2 separate regions of the Mus musculus genome follow, and region 1 is linked to region 2. Evidence: chromatin contacts called from public HiCAR-type data. All regions are on one chromosome and are shown on one strand. The core of a region is the stretch at or near the end of the contact, and the rest is flanking DNA. Distances in the headings are between cores, read along the strand shown.

Evidence for each region. HiCAR-type assays count read pairs that join an accessible place to other places.
Region 1: a HiCAR-type map of fibro-adipogenic progenitors shows a contact between it and region 2, with 3 times the contacts expected there. The contact joins two enhancer-like sites. A contact is called at or near these places in 1 of 15 datasets of contacts at CTCF or cohesin (the NIH/3T3 cell line), 3 of 484 Hi-C or Micro-C datasets (bone marrow-derived macrophages, embryonic stem cells and liver) and 2 of 115 datasets of contacts at active chromatin or transcription factors (fibro-adipogenic progenitors and heart atrium).

The regions. Positions count from the first base shown.
Region 1 is chr11:110,126,569-110,133,656 of GRCm38.p6, reverse strand. It overlaps Abca9 (ATP-binding cassette, sub-family A (ABC1), member 9), which reads left to right. Exons shown (of 39, transcript NM_147220.2): 23 at 1,783-1,890; 24 at 2,919-3,092; 25 at 6,183-6,296. Among named protein-coding and RNA genes, the nearest start is that of Abca8a, 34 kb to the right of the region's middle. Within about 2 kb of position 2,751, at least 15 of the 459 cell types and tissues checked have an H3K27ac peak or open chromatin away from gene starts, as enhancers often do. A contact at or near this core is called in fibro-adipogenic progenitors, where this site is marked.
Region 2 is chr11:109,874,336-109,881,383 of GRCm38.p6, reverse strand. No RefSeq gene overlaps it. Among named protein-coding and RNA genes, the nearest start is that of 1700023C21Rik, 32 kb to the right of the region's middle. Within about 2 kb of position 1,698, at least 8 of the 459 cell types and tissues checked have an H3K27ac peak or open chromatin away from gene starts, as enhancers often do. A contact at or near this core is called in fibro-adipogenic progenitors, where this site is marked.

The DNA of each region.
Region 1 (7,088 bases), core at 1,502-4,001, 250 kb before region 2:
TCACCTTTGACTAGATCAGGGTAATTATAAGTGGCACCGTGGGGATAGTTCTCATTTTAAAGGTAGCAATTATATAATTTCAAACACATTAATAGAGAATTTAAAGCCTCCCACATTTACAAGCCAATACAACTATTACAAATGCATAGCCTTAAGACTATTTTTAATTAAATTTGAGATCATATCATTTTATCTATAAATATTTTACTATGTATATCTGTTAAAGGAAAGAATCATTGTGGTAGATGATAGGGCTCAGTTGGTAAAGGGCTTTCTGCTAAGCCTGCTGTTCTGAGTTTAAACCCCTGTGACACACTTGGTAGAAGGAAAGAACTGACTCCCTGTACACACACACACGCACACACACACACAAACACACAATTTTTTAAAATAAAGAACCTTTTTAGAACTACAATATTCTTATCTCATATAAAAGTAGCTCCCCAAGGATATCAAATACCATGTTTCTTTGACTCTCTCATTTAAAATATGTTGCCCATGTGCGCCTATATCCTTTAATGGTATCTAGATCATGGAAAGAGTCCTATTTCAGGTCTTCCCTTTTACCTTGCTGTGTTGAATTTCTTTTGCCTTAGAAAATGATACTATGAGAATACTCCATTGTTTTTTAAAATCACCTTGTTATTAAGAATGTGCCTGCTCTTGGCCTTCCCATTGGCTGCTGTGTCCAATAAAAAAACATGATGGTTTTAACTGCAGGGTTGACCTGTGGTGTAAGAGACACAGGTAGGAAATGGCGACTGTGGTTTGCTCTTTCATTTCCTTCACAAAAGTCTGTCCCCTTGGATCAAAAAAGGAGAGTGGCCAGCCCTAAACACCTCCTTCTCTTCCCCTTCTGAGATGGCACCTGTTTTTAAAAAAGGTGTCTTGTTGGACACAAACATTTAATCCCAGCACCCAGGAGATAGATTCACGAGGCTTACCGTTTGCTATTAGCCCAGAATACTTTGTGAGATTTTGTCTCAAAAAAATAATGAAATAAATAAATGTCTTAACTACAAACTAATTACTAGCTACTAGCTCAGGTGACCTTGAATTTACATGTAGATACATTTAGAATCAGGTTAGAAATTATATTAGTTTAGTAAAGAGGTGTTTGTAAGTTCTCCTTCAAGAACCATGACTTCACTAGCCCTAGACAGCCACTGATTGCCAACAAGATATGACTGGCACTATAACACCCTATGAAATAGAGTGCCATGCTGGTCATTGTTTGTACATAGGCATCGTGACTGGGTAGGAAGGACTCTTGGTCTCCCCTATCCCCTCCTCTGGAAGCTCAAATGTCACCTTCTTCTACCATGAAATCTGGTCCTCAGGAAGGAATTACTTTCTAACATCCATGCACTTATGACTTTATAAAAGCCTAGTCCTCCAAAACATTTAAATCTAATACTTTTGCATTATCCAGAAGCAGAAGAATAACTCTTTATAAATATCGAACTGAACTACTTTGGCATAAGTTTATGAAAATAGAAAAAAATAACTTCTCCATGGGTGTTCCAAGAATGTGTATTATATAATAAATTATGTGTTTTGTTTTTGTTTTGTGTGTGTGTAGAAAGGGAGATAGCTAAATATAGACATAGAGATAAATGCTATTGATGTGTGAAATGCTTTAATCTTAGAGTAAGAGACGGGAGCTCTGTTCTACAGATAGAACCTTGGGACGGGCCCATTTATTTGGCTGATACACTGAGGACAGTACAATCAAGTCAGAGACCTGCTTTCTCTCCGCTTACCATGTCTGTATGATTGTAGGAACACATGCTTTATGAGTACGGATTCATGAGCAACGCATTTTTCTGGATACCAGTGGCTGCCAGCCTCACCCCTTACATTGCGATGGGCAGCATCAGTGACCACAAAGTAAGACATTATTAAAGTCTTCAGATCTCCTTCACACCCAGGAAAACTTCCTTTGGATCTTGTGAGCATAGGTAGCGAATCTAATGTGTGTGTTCGTTGCAATATATAATGGAGCATTTCAATAATAGGCTGTCAAAATAGGAATAAAACGCATTTTCCTTAAACAGGATAGCGCCACCAACCAGTAGCAAGTGACAGCTTTTAATTATTCTTGGAGACCACCCTATTCTTCCTACAACACACTCCTTGGTACTCATATCTCATCACAAAGACAGTTTCAACCCAGACCTTTTCCCCGTTTAATAAGGCCCATTAAAAACTGCCATGCAAAATATTTGAATGGGGCTTATGGTCATAAGACTTTCCTCATTTGTTAACTGTTTCTTCTCCACCAGGAATGAATACCACTAAAGTAGCAATGTTTTTTCCTTTAAATTCTGCACATTCTGTTGCTTCCCATCCCAGTGAATAATGGACCGGCCTCTGTTCCCATGCCCTATCAGACACATTTTAAGTGTAAGAGTGTTTGTCTGCATGCATTTATCTATCACATGCATATAGTGCACGTGCCTATGAAGGTTAGGAGAGGATGTCCAGTTCCCTGGAACTAGAGTTACCATCCCTGTTCAAAGTCTCCCTGCACAAGCCTGACAGCTGCCAATCAAGGCATCATGCGCAACAGCTCAGCATTTGTAAATAAAAAATTAAATATAAAAGTGTTTAATAAGGACCTATCGCTAACATCCGTACTCTTGACAGTATCCAGCAGTAGATTAAAAAAAAACCCCTTAGGGAGAGCTGAGTCAACTTATCTGTCTTGTTTTGCAATATTAGCCGTCCCTCTGGTGTAGGGTTGTGGCAAGTGGTGATGTCATTTTCCAAACAAGAGTAATAGTTATTAAAGGGATACAGTAAGAATAGCTGCTGTGACTATGCGTGTGGTTGCCTGGGTCTCAGCTTTCTAGGATTTTATGATGATCTTTATGTTTTGTTTTTGTTTGTTTGTTTTTGTTTATTATTATTATCAGAAAAAAGTTCTTTCCCAGCTGTGGACTTCAGGCCTTTACCCGTCTGCTTACTGGTGTGGACAGGCTCTGGTGGACATTCCCATATACTTCCTCATTCTCTTTCTCATGCAAATAATGGACAGTGTTTTTAGTTCTGAGGAGTTTATATCTGTGATGGAGAGCCTGTTGATTCAGGTAAGTGGCAAAGATTTAGAAATTCTTACTTTGGGGATGAAGTTTTATTAGACCATCTTTTCCGCGAATGGAATAATATTAGTTCACAGAGTCCCCTTGGCAGGTTTAATCTAGGTTCCATTGATAAAAGAATTTAAAAAAAATCTCAGAAAGGAACTTGAGAATGATTTGTTGGGGTTCAAAAAAGGAAGAAAGCCCCACACAAGCTGGAAATATTAGCAGCTGCCAGGAGAAGGGGGCTGAAACATGGGGGGGAGGGGGGAGGGAGAGGGAGGGAGAGAGAGAGAGAGAGAGAGAGAGAGAGAGAGAGAGAAAGAGAGAGAGAGGCTAACAGAATACCCATAAAAGGTAGACCTTGAGGCAAAATGAGCGCTGTGCAGAGAAGGAATGAGGTAGGCAGAGTCCTTGCTCTTTTGGTTCTCACTGATAGAATGCAAAAACTGTCCTTTTTCCAGGGTGGCAGGGGTTTGGGCACAAAATCAGCTTGAAAGGTGCTCTCTACACTTGTAGATGACCAGAGCGGGAACTACGGCACATTAATATGATGTGACGCAGCCTTGCAGTCACCCCACAGTTTTTCTTGGGGCCTGGCCTCAGGCTGTGGAAGATAACGAGCTGCATTAACTGTAGGCTTCCTTTAAAGTTGTGTTAGCTTTGGACCAAGAGTGACTGACTGAGACTATCTTATACTGCCAGCATACCCTTTAATGTTGACGCTGTTGGGCCATTTGGAAGTCCCTGTTATGACCCTTGCCTTTAGTTCTAAGCATTCTGAGGACTGTAACTGACTACTGAAAGGCCAGCAATGTTTTATTGATTTTTAAATCTTATTTTTAAATTAGTTGAGCGTTTCAGACCTGTCTTGATTGTATTTACACCCTGTTCCCCAACTCTTTCCCAATTCACCCACCCAGACTTTATTAATCCCAAATATATGAGAAAAAAAACACTTCCATGATGGAGCAATTAAAGCAAGTTTTATTTTCCACGTTTGTTATTATTAATTGATTATTTTATTTATTTACATCCCAAATGTTGCCCCCCTCCCCGTACCCCTCTTGCAGAGTTCTTCTCCCACCCCCTGTCCCCTTCACCTCTGAGAGGGTGTCCCCCCTCCTTGGGGCATCAAGTCTACAGGATCAGGCAAATCCTTTCGCACTGAGGGCAGACAAGGCAGGGCTTTGCTTCATATGTGCTGAGGGTCAGGGACCAGCCCATGTATGCCCTTTGGTTGGTGGCTTAGTCTCTGGGAGCTCCCAGGGGGTCCAGGTTAGTTGACACTGTTGGTCTTCCTGTGGGGTTGCCATCCCCTTCAGTTCCTCCAATCCTTCCCCTACTCTTCTGTAGGGGTCCCTACCGAAATCCCAATGGTTGGCTGCAAGTATCAGTATCTGTCTCATTCGGGTGCTGGTAGAGCCTCTCCGAGGATCGTCTGCAAGAACAACATAGCATCAGTAATAGTGTCAGGGTTTGGTGTTCAAAGTCATGTTTTACAGGGCACATCAGGTTTAAAAAAGAGAAACTTATTCCTAACTGAAAATGGAAACCTGCTCTTTTAGGTTATGGGACTTAAATATCTGGATCCTGCTTTGAAGAGAAGCCTGCTGCATTGAATTGGTTTCACATCTCACTTTCTTTAAAAAAAAAACAATCTTTCAAAATCAACCTGAATATTTTGACAAGTGTGGTCCTCCATGGAAGATTATGCAGCTTACCAGGGGCTACACTCTTAGAGGACACTGTCTCTCAGCAGCTAATAATTGCCAGTAGCTCCATATGACTTGGGCTGAGATTGTATGCCTAACTCCTCTCTCCATTTGGCCTGGCTCCTGCCTGCACAGATCTTATACATGCTACTCCCGCTGCTGTGAGTTCATATAGGGCATCATCTACCACCTCAGGTGCTTACACCCATCCCACATCCTCTCTGCCAATGATGTCTGAGCCTTGGGGAGGTGTAGTCAAGAACTAAGCAACCTGCAGTCTCTCATTTTCTGAACCTTGGTCAGTTGTGTATCTCCATCTTAACCTCCATTTAGTACAAATAGAAGCTCCTTAGTACTGAATGACTTTTTACCAAGCAGTGGAAGACTAGTACTTGAAAAAATATGTTACAAGCCGCTTGGAACTGATTCATGTTTAGCACTCAATATTTGTCTTCTTTAAAAAAATTGTAAAATTTCAGACTCTTTATCTACCAGGGTATTAGCAAACATCAGTTGGATCATTCATTTGAGAAGAAATGGACATGTTGGTTTTCATGTCTCAAGTAGTTCCTGGAAAGGAAATAGCAGCAGGGAGCCTTCTCGTTTCCCCCTTTGCTGCCTAGTTTCCCCTACCAATATCATCATCATCACCATCATCATCATCTTCATCATCATCATCAAGACAAAGAACTTAAAATTGCCTATACCATTATTTTAAAGAGTTGATATCAGCAGATGGGATGGATTCCTAGGTGGGGCAGTCTCTGGATGGCCTTTTCTCCAGTCACTGCCGTACAGAGACTGCCCCACCTAAGGATCCATCTCATCTGCAGACACGGAACCTAGACATTATTGCTGATGCCCAAACACGCTTGCTGAGAGGAGCCTGTTATAGCTGCCCCCTGAAAGGGTCTGCCAGTTCCTGACCAATATAGATGTGGATGCTCGCAGCCAACCATCGGACTGAGCATAGGGACCCCAATGGAGGAGTTAGAGAAAGGACTGAAGGAGCTGAAGGAGATTGCAACCCCATAGGAAGAACAACATTATCAACTAACCAGACCATGCAGATCTCCCAGGGACTAAACCACCAACCAAAGAGTGCACATGGATGGGTCCATAGCTCCAGCTGCATATATAGCTGAGGAATGCCTTATCTGGCATCAATGGGAAGGGAGGCCCTTGGTCCTGTGGAGGCTTGATGCCCCAGCGTAGGGGGATGCTAGATGGGTGAGGCAGGAGTGGGTGGGTGGGGAAGCATCTTAGAGGCAAAGGGGAGGGGGTATAGGATGAGAGACCAGGAAGGGGGATTAAAAAAAAAGTTGAGAGGTATGATTACCCTTAAGTAGTATTGACTGTGTCACCTGCGTGTTTCTGTTTTCAGATCCCATGTAGTATTGGCTATGCATCATCTCTCATATTCATGACTTATGTGATTTCATTCATTTTTCGTAATGGCAGAAAAAATAGTGGCATCTGGTCATTTTTCTTCCTAATTGTAAGTATGCACAAATGCTTCTTGTTTTATTTTTTAGCTCTTCCTTGAACAAATCTAGGAGCATATATTTTATTTTACTTAAAGTTTGTTTTAGACTTACTTAAATTAGATTGTGTATACGGGTGGTTAGCCTGCTTGGAGGTGAGAACACCCCATGTGTGCTTGGTGTCTGTGGAGTTCAGAAAAGGATATCAGATATCATGGAACTGAAGTTAGGGATGCTAATGAGATACCATGTCTGTGCTAGGAAACAAACTTGGCCCTCTAGAAAAGTGACACGGGCTCTTAAATGCTGAGCCTCTCCAGTCCCAAGGAGTATATATTCTAACCATTGTACTAAGCAGAATGGTAAATTAATAACTCTTTTGTAGGAAATTCTAGTTGCTCTAAGATGATCATAGGTATATCTAAATTGTACTGTCTATGTGGATGCATATGCACAAAGCTTAATGCATACATTAGGTATAGATTTCTATCCCACTCTGCCTGGTTCTTTCTATTGCAATGCTATACCATTGACAGATAAGCTGTAAATGACTTATCTACTCATGATACATATCAAATGACTTGCTGTTTGGGGCTGTTATCAGTAATACTGACAGGAAGTCAGTATTATGTAAACTTTGGCACATTTATGTTTACATGTATATATGTATTTGTGGATATAAGCCTAACAATAGAATTCGTAGGAATTATACTTTGTATGTTCGCTTTTGGTATATCTTGCAAATGAGTTGTCTTTGAGATAGGGATTTACTGCTGTGAACAGACACCATGACCAAGGCAACTCTC
Region 2 (7,048 bases), core at 449-2,948:
CCCCAGTCCCTGGTACCAACTTCTGTCTTAGGGTTTTACTGTTGTGAACAGACACCATGACCAAGGCAACTCTTGTAAGGACAACGTTTAATTGGGGCTGGCTTACAGGTTCAGAGGTTCAGTCCATTATCATCAAGGCAGACGTATGGCAGCATCTAGGCAGGAATGGTACAGACAGAGCCAAGAATTCTATATCTTCATCTGAAGGCTGTTAGCAGAATACGGGCTTCCAGACACCTAGGCTGAGGGTCTTAAAGCTCACACCCACAGTAACACACCTACTCCAACAAGGCCACACCTACTCCAACAGGGCCACACCTTCTAATAGTGCCACTCCCTGGGTCGAACATATACAAACCATCACAGTTGGCCATTCCCTCAGTCTCCATCCCTTGACCCTGCATTTCTTGTAGACAGGATGAATTTTGGGTCAAAAGTTTTATGGGTGGGTTGCTGTCCCAGGAGTCTAGCATGGCTGTCCTCTGAGATGCTCCGCCTAGCAGCTGACTCAAAAAGATACAGACACCCACCCAAACAGTGGATGGAGCTTGGAGACACTTATGGAAGAACAGGAGAAAGGATTGTGGGCCCCCATAGGAACTTCACAGGAAGACCAACCGAGTCAACTAACCTGGACCTTTGGGGCTCTTAGAAACTGAACCACCAACCAAAGAACATACACAGGCTGGACCTAGGCCTCCCTGCACGTAGGTAGCAGATGTGCAGCTGGGTCTTCATGTGGGTCCTGAACAGCTGGAATAGGGTTTATCCCAAAAGCTATTGTCTATATGTGAGATGTATTCTAGCTGGATTTTCTTGTCTGGCCTCAATGAGTGAGGGTTTGTTTAGCCTCACTAGAGACTTAAAGTAACAGGGTCAGGGGATTCTCAGAGGAGCTCCCACCTGCTCAGAGGAGAAGGGGGATGGGGGAAGGATTGTGAGAGAGAATAACTGGGAGGGGGCAGTGAGCATGATATAAGGTGGATAAGTAAAAATAATAAATAAATAAATAAATAAATAAATAAATAAATAAATAAATAGGGGCTGGAGAGATGGCTCAGTGGGTAAGAGCACTGACTGCTCTTCTGAAGGTCCTGAGTTCAAGTTCCAGCAACCACATGGTGGCTCACAACCACACATAATGAGACCTGACACCCTCTTCTGGTGTGTCTCAAGTCAGCTACAGTATACTTATGAATAATAATAAATAAATTAAATAAATAAATAAAAAATGTAAAATAGCTAGCTGGAGATGGAAGCTAAGTGAAACTGTAGGTAAACCAATCATCATAATGGTTGCTAAGGCAACAAATATTGAATTTAGAGTGATCTATAGACTTTGAATCTATGTGAGAGAATGTATGTAGGAAATGTGGATTAAGACTAAGCTATATATGTGTGTATATATATATATATATACGTGTGTGTGTGTGTGTGTGTGTGTGTGTGTATTTCAGTCACACTAAAGAAACAGAATAACTTAGGGGGTCACTTAACATTGAACAGCAGATGTAGGAATGGGAACAGAAGTCAGTCTGGCCCAGACTCCATGTGCCATACTTTCATGTTTTATCACCATAAGAGCTAACTACACGTCTCACACTCCAGGGTAAGAGCCAGGACAAGATCATTGTCCAAGAGCTGATATGATTCATATTGATTATCAGACTGCTCACTACTGGGGATTAGGTTTTAAAGAGCTCTAGAGGATAACCTCCATTGAGGGACAATATGTGTGAGGTCATGCTATACCCAATCGGGACACTTTTAGGACATGCGTGACTGTGACTTAGGAACTGGGAGATCCAGAACCAGCCAGGGATGAATGTCAAGAAGAAAGTAGGCTGGAGATGTAGCGCTGTTGGCAGAGTACTTGTCTGCCATGCACAGGGCCTTGGAGCCAAGCCCAGTACAGAAAAAAAGAAGATGGGAGAGGAGGGCAAGGAGGGGGAGAAAGAGGAGGAGGAAGAAGAGGAAGAAGACAGAAAAAGAGAAGGAAGATTCTCTAGGTAGAATATGCCTTCTTAGAACCCAGAGATAGAATCTGTGACCCTAAGGCCACAACAAAAAGGGAAGTCATGATCCAAGGAAACTGGGAGTCTCCTGAGAATGCACGGTCTTCAAAATGATGCTGCTTCAGTAGCCTGCCCTGGTCCCTCACAGGGAGAGCAGTGTTGGGCAACTGAGATCTACAGCAAAGACGCAGATGGTGCCAGATGGAAAGGGAGCCCTGATTTTCCTCTGAGCACAGTCATGGGTTTTGCAGAGAGTAGGATCCCTGATGCTTGAGCCTTGGGTGGTCACGGTGCTGAAGGCCAAAGTCTAGGATGGAAAAAGTGCTTCCTGTCACCCAGCTGGCTCTCCCCAAAGAAGACTCTGCCTTGACTGTGTCAGCCAGTCTTGAAGGAAAATTCTTTTCCTTGGCCAGGAAAGAATGGAACTTCTTCAGATGTGCTTCAGATGGCTAGCTAACAAAATAAATAAATAAACAACCACCAAAAAAAAAAAAAAAATCCACTGGCCTAGGTTCAGGGCTTAACATTGACCCCTATGAACTATTGTCAAATTCTGGGGTTTCATTTAATATCTACATCTCTGTCGAGCTCAAATTACAGGAAGAGGTGAGACTTTTAACCTCTCTTGTTTATTTTCTTTTGGCAACAACGATGTCTAGGAAGGAAGAGCAACAAGACAGTGCTAGGGTTGGTTTCTAACAGACCCTATGGAAACTCATGCTATGTGTGCCACACTTGGCAGCATGGTGAATAGGAGATTTTAAACTTAGGTATAATTTGGAAACTGAGCCTAGAGTAGGGGCTCACTCATGACTGTAGTCACAGAACTCAGAAGAGAGAAGCAGGAAAACCACTGTGAGCTTGGGTGTATGTGTGTCTGTGCCTCTGTGTGTGTGTGCGCCTGTGTAAGTGAGTGTGTGTGAGTGTGTGTGCATGTGAGTGTGTGCCTGTGTAAGTGTGTGTGTGTGTGTGTGTGTGTGTGTGTGTGTGTGAGTATGTGTGCCTGTGTGTGTCTGTGCCTGTGTGTGTGTGTGCCTGTGTAAGTGTGTGTGTGTCTGTGTGAGTATGTGTGCATGTGTGTGTGTGCCTGTGTGTGTGTGAGTGTGTGTGTGTGTCTGTATATATGTGTGTCTCTCTGTGAGTGTGTGTGTGCCTGTGTATGTGTGTCTCTATGTGAATGTGTGTGTGCCTGTGTGTAAGTGTGTGTGTGTGTGAGTGTGTGTGTGTCTGTATATATGTATGTCTCTCTGTGAGTGTGTGTGTGCCTGTGTATGTGTGTCTCTATGTGAATGTGTGTGTGCCTGTGTGTAAGTGTGTGTGTCTGTGTATATACATGTGTGTCTCTCTGTGAGTGTGTATATGCCTTTGTGTGTATGTGTGTCTCTGTGTGTATCTGTGCCTGTGTGTGTCTGTGTGAGTGTGTGTGCATGTGTGTGTGTATGTGTGTGAGTGTGTGTGTGTGTGTGTGTGTGTGTGTGCCTGTGTGTGTATGTGTGTCTCTGTGTGAGTGTGTGTGTGCCTGTGTGTGTGTAAGTGTGTGTGTGTGTATATGTGTGTCTCTGTGAGTGTGTGTGTGCCTGTGTATGTGTGACTCAATGTGAATGTGTGTGTACCTGTGTGTGTGTAAGTGTGTGTGTCTGTGTATATGTGTGTCTCTCTGTGAGTGTGTGTGTGTGTGTGCCTGTGTGTGTATAAGTGTGTGTCTATGTATACGTGTGCCTCTCTGTGAGTGTGTCTGTGTGCCTGTGTGCATATGTGTGTGTCTGTGTATACGTGTCTCTCTCTGTGAGTGTGTGTGTATGTGTGTATATGTGTCTCTCTCTGTGAGTGTGTGTGTATATGTGTCTCTCTCTGTGAGTGTGTGTGTGTTTAATTTCCCACAGGTGCACATATCAAACATCATCTGTGGAGAATCTAACAAGATAAAGTTTCCAGAAATACATTTGTGATAATTATTAGAAAGTAAAACAGGATTTGTCCTACTTTGAGACTTCTTATGGAAAAGAAAAATGCATACCATTCCTAGTACCAATTTTTCACGAGACATTGGTTTTTTAGGATCCCTTTAGTCTACCATGCCCCAGACTAGGGTGAAGTACTTTCAGCCACAATTAACCTTTCATGGTGGGATTAAATCACTTTAACCCATGCTTTCTATTGCCTCCTCCGTGGATACAGGCAAATAAAAACGTGTCAATACCATTCTGTGTCTAAAATGGCTCTAACAGCCGATTCCACCAACAGACTAGTTCTAGAAAAGGAGGAAACCTAAACATATGGATGATGCATCTAAGCAATGCAAGAAGAAGCTCAGCTGGTTCCTCGCGTGTTAGACATAGAGCATTAGCAGAAGTCCAACACATGTCGCTGGAACAACAGAAGAAGTGCCAGGACTGGGATCAAGGGAAAAGCGCGTATGTGGCGGAGGAGAACCATTTGCTGAACTCAGAAGCGAAAGCATGTTTTTGTTCTCTTTGTTAACCCAGGACTGTGTGCACACTAGAAAAGAACCCTAGAGCTGAGCTGCACCCCCAGGCTGAAGTGTAGGGTCGGTGACACTGTCCAATGGGAAAAAAGCAACTAGCAGCCAAGGACAAAGACCTCAGTGGGCTCTCCAGCATCCACAGGGTGGAGAGAGACCTCACTCCTGCACACTGTCCTCTGACCTCTTTGTGATCTGGGACACACATGGCCTGCCCCCACAAAATAAATAAAAACTTAACTAAAACATACTATATGAGCACAGATAGGGGGTGAAAGAACAACCGGATAATTTAATGAATAAATGATTAGAGTTTTGCCTCCCATACAAATGAATAATGTAATTTTATTATGTTTATTTATTTTTAAGACTTATTTATTTATGTATTTTATGTATATGAGTACGTTGTTGCTGTCTTCAGACACACCAAATGGGGCATTGGATCCCATTACAGATGGTTGTGAGCCGCCATGTGGTTGCTGGGAATTGAACTCAGGATCTCTGGAAGAGCAGTCACTGCTCTTAACCCCTGAGCCATCTCAGCCTCATTATTTTTTAGTTTTAAAAGCCTACAGGACAATTTTATTAGTATGTAAAACAAAACCACCTAGAACAGGCTCTAAATCTTCAGCTATAAATCTTAGCAACTGCCCGGAGGAGAAAAAGAGAGAAGGGGATGGGGGGGGGGGGAGCTATGCCATTCAAGCTGGCCTGGGGGGTCAGCCCCAGGGTGGACAAGCAGCCCCTTGACGGAAGATAAAGAGGTTAGAAGAGAAAGGAGGAGTCTTTAGGAGAGAAGTGAGCAAAGTGTTAGGGAAGCCCCAGGTGTCAAAGAAAGCATGCTTGCAAAAAGAGGAAGAAGAAAAGGGGAACTCGGGCTTTTCCGTGTACTTCACAAAATCAAGTAGATCTTCAGATCTACATAGATGCAGTTCAATAAAGTTCCTGGGCTAAGGTCAGGGATTCAAAGAAGAAGAGGTACAGTAACTCATTAGAGGATTAATTATTCTGCCTACTTCCTTAGCCTGGATTAAGGATGCCTGCCTGCCTGTGCTGCCCCTCTTCCTAGAGGTGGTCTCTTGAATAGGTGATTGGTCCCATCCAACCAGCATGGTAGGTCTCCAGCCAGGCCAGAGACTGCAGTCTCCTGACCAGAGGAGATTTTCTCTCAGCAGGCCTTTACCGCTATCCTAATATTGACCCTGTGAAGGTGTTAACACTAAAATCACTTGGGAATCAGAGCAGAGCCTCCCAAATACTTGTGTCATCTTTGGCTTCCACCATCTTTGGCTTCCACCAAGGCTGCCAAGAGGCATGAATGAGACCATTTGGGGCTTTTAGCCAGGAGAGAAGCTGGTTTCTTAATCAGCCTAACATGTAGTTTGTTTGTTACCAGTGATGGCAGAACTGGTTTTTGTTGGTGTTGTTTTGTTTGTTCGGTTGGTTGGTTGGTTGGTTGGTTGGTTGGTTGCTTGGTTGCTTGCTTGGTTGCTTGGTTGGTTGGTTGCTTGGTTTTAACAGAACACGGTGCTTTTCATGAGCAGACCCCTTCTTTGTTTCTCACAATTATCTTGTGTAGGAGGAATGAAGGTCTGATTATTCCCATCGGTAGACTGGCTATGTTATCAACTGAACAGCTGCGCCATTCAGGGAACTGGATGAGGCCCCAGGGAAATGATAACAACAAAGTAACTCTGGCCCTCACAGAGTCTAATGGGGAAGGCAGATGTCCAGTGAGTTACAGAAGATTACAACACCGTACAATGAGGCCTACAGACTAGGAAAACAGGACTCCATGGGGGTTAGTGATTTACAAGGGGCAGTAAGGTAGATGATTGACAGCTATAGTTGCATTTGTGCATTCGTATGCACTCATGTACACTTGTACATATGGAGGCCAGAGGTCAATGCCAAGTGTCTCCCTCAGCCACTCTCCACCTTAATGTTCAAGGCAGGGTCTCTCACCAATTCTCCTACATTGGTTGGACTATGGATTCCAGGGATATCTGCCTTGTCTTTGTCTCCCCGGAACTAGGATCACAGCCACAGAGCCTGGCTTCTTGTCTGGGTTGTGGAGATCAAAATCAGATCCTCATGATTCTGAGGCGAGTATTTTACCCATTGAACCATGTCCCCGGGCCTCATCTCTCTAGAGGACAGTTAGAAAGATAGGGCTAGTGATAGGCACGATCTTAGTATGTGATACCTGGAGGGTTCTCGTGAATCAGAAGGTAGAGAGCTTAGACACATTGCTGAGCAGCCGTGGGAGAATGAGCTAGGTGCCTCAGTGAGGTAGATGTACCCAGTGAGGGCTCTGGTGGCCCTTTGTCACACAGAGATGCATGAATAGCAGAGTTGAAGGCATGAACTTCGGGTTAGACCCTTCATGGCAAGCCTCTGGTGACGACCATCACCGATTACTCTTTATGTGCCGAGTTTTCTGATGGCAGGCGACTTAATCTCTCTGAGCACCAAGTCCCTCATTCTCACACAAGGAAACAATAGTACCCTCCTCAGATGCTGGCTGTGGAATTCAGGAGAGGGAGTTATG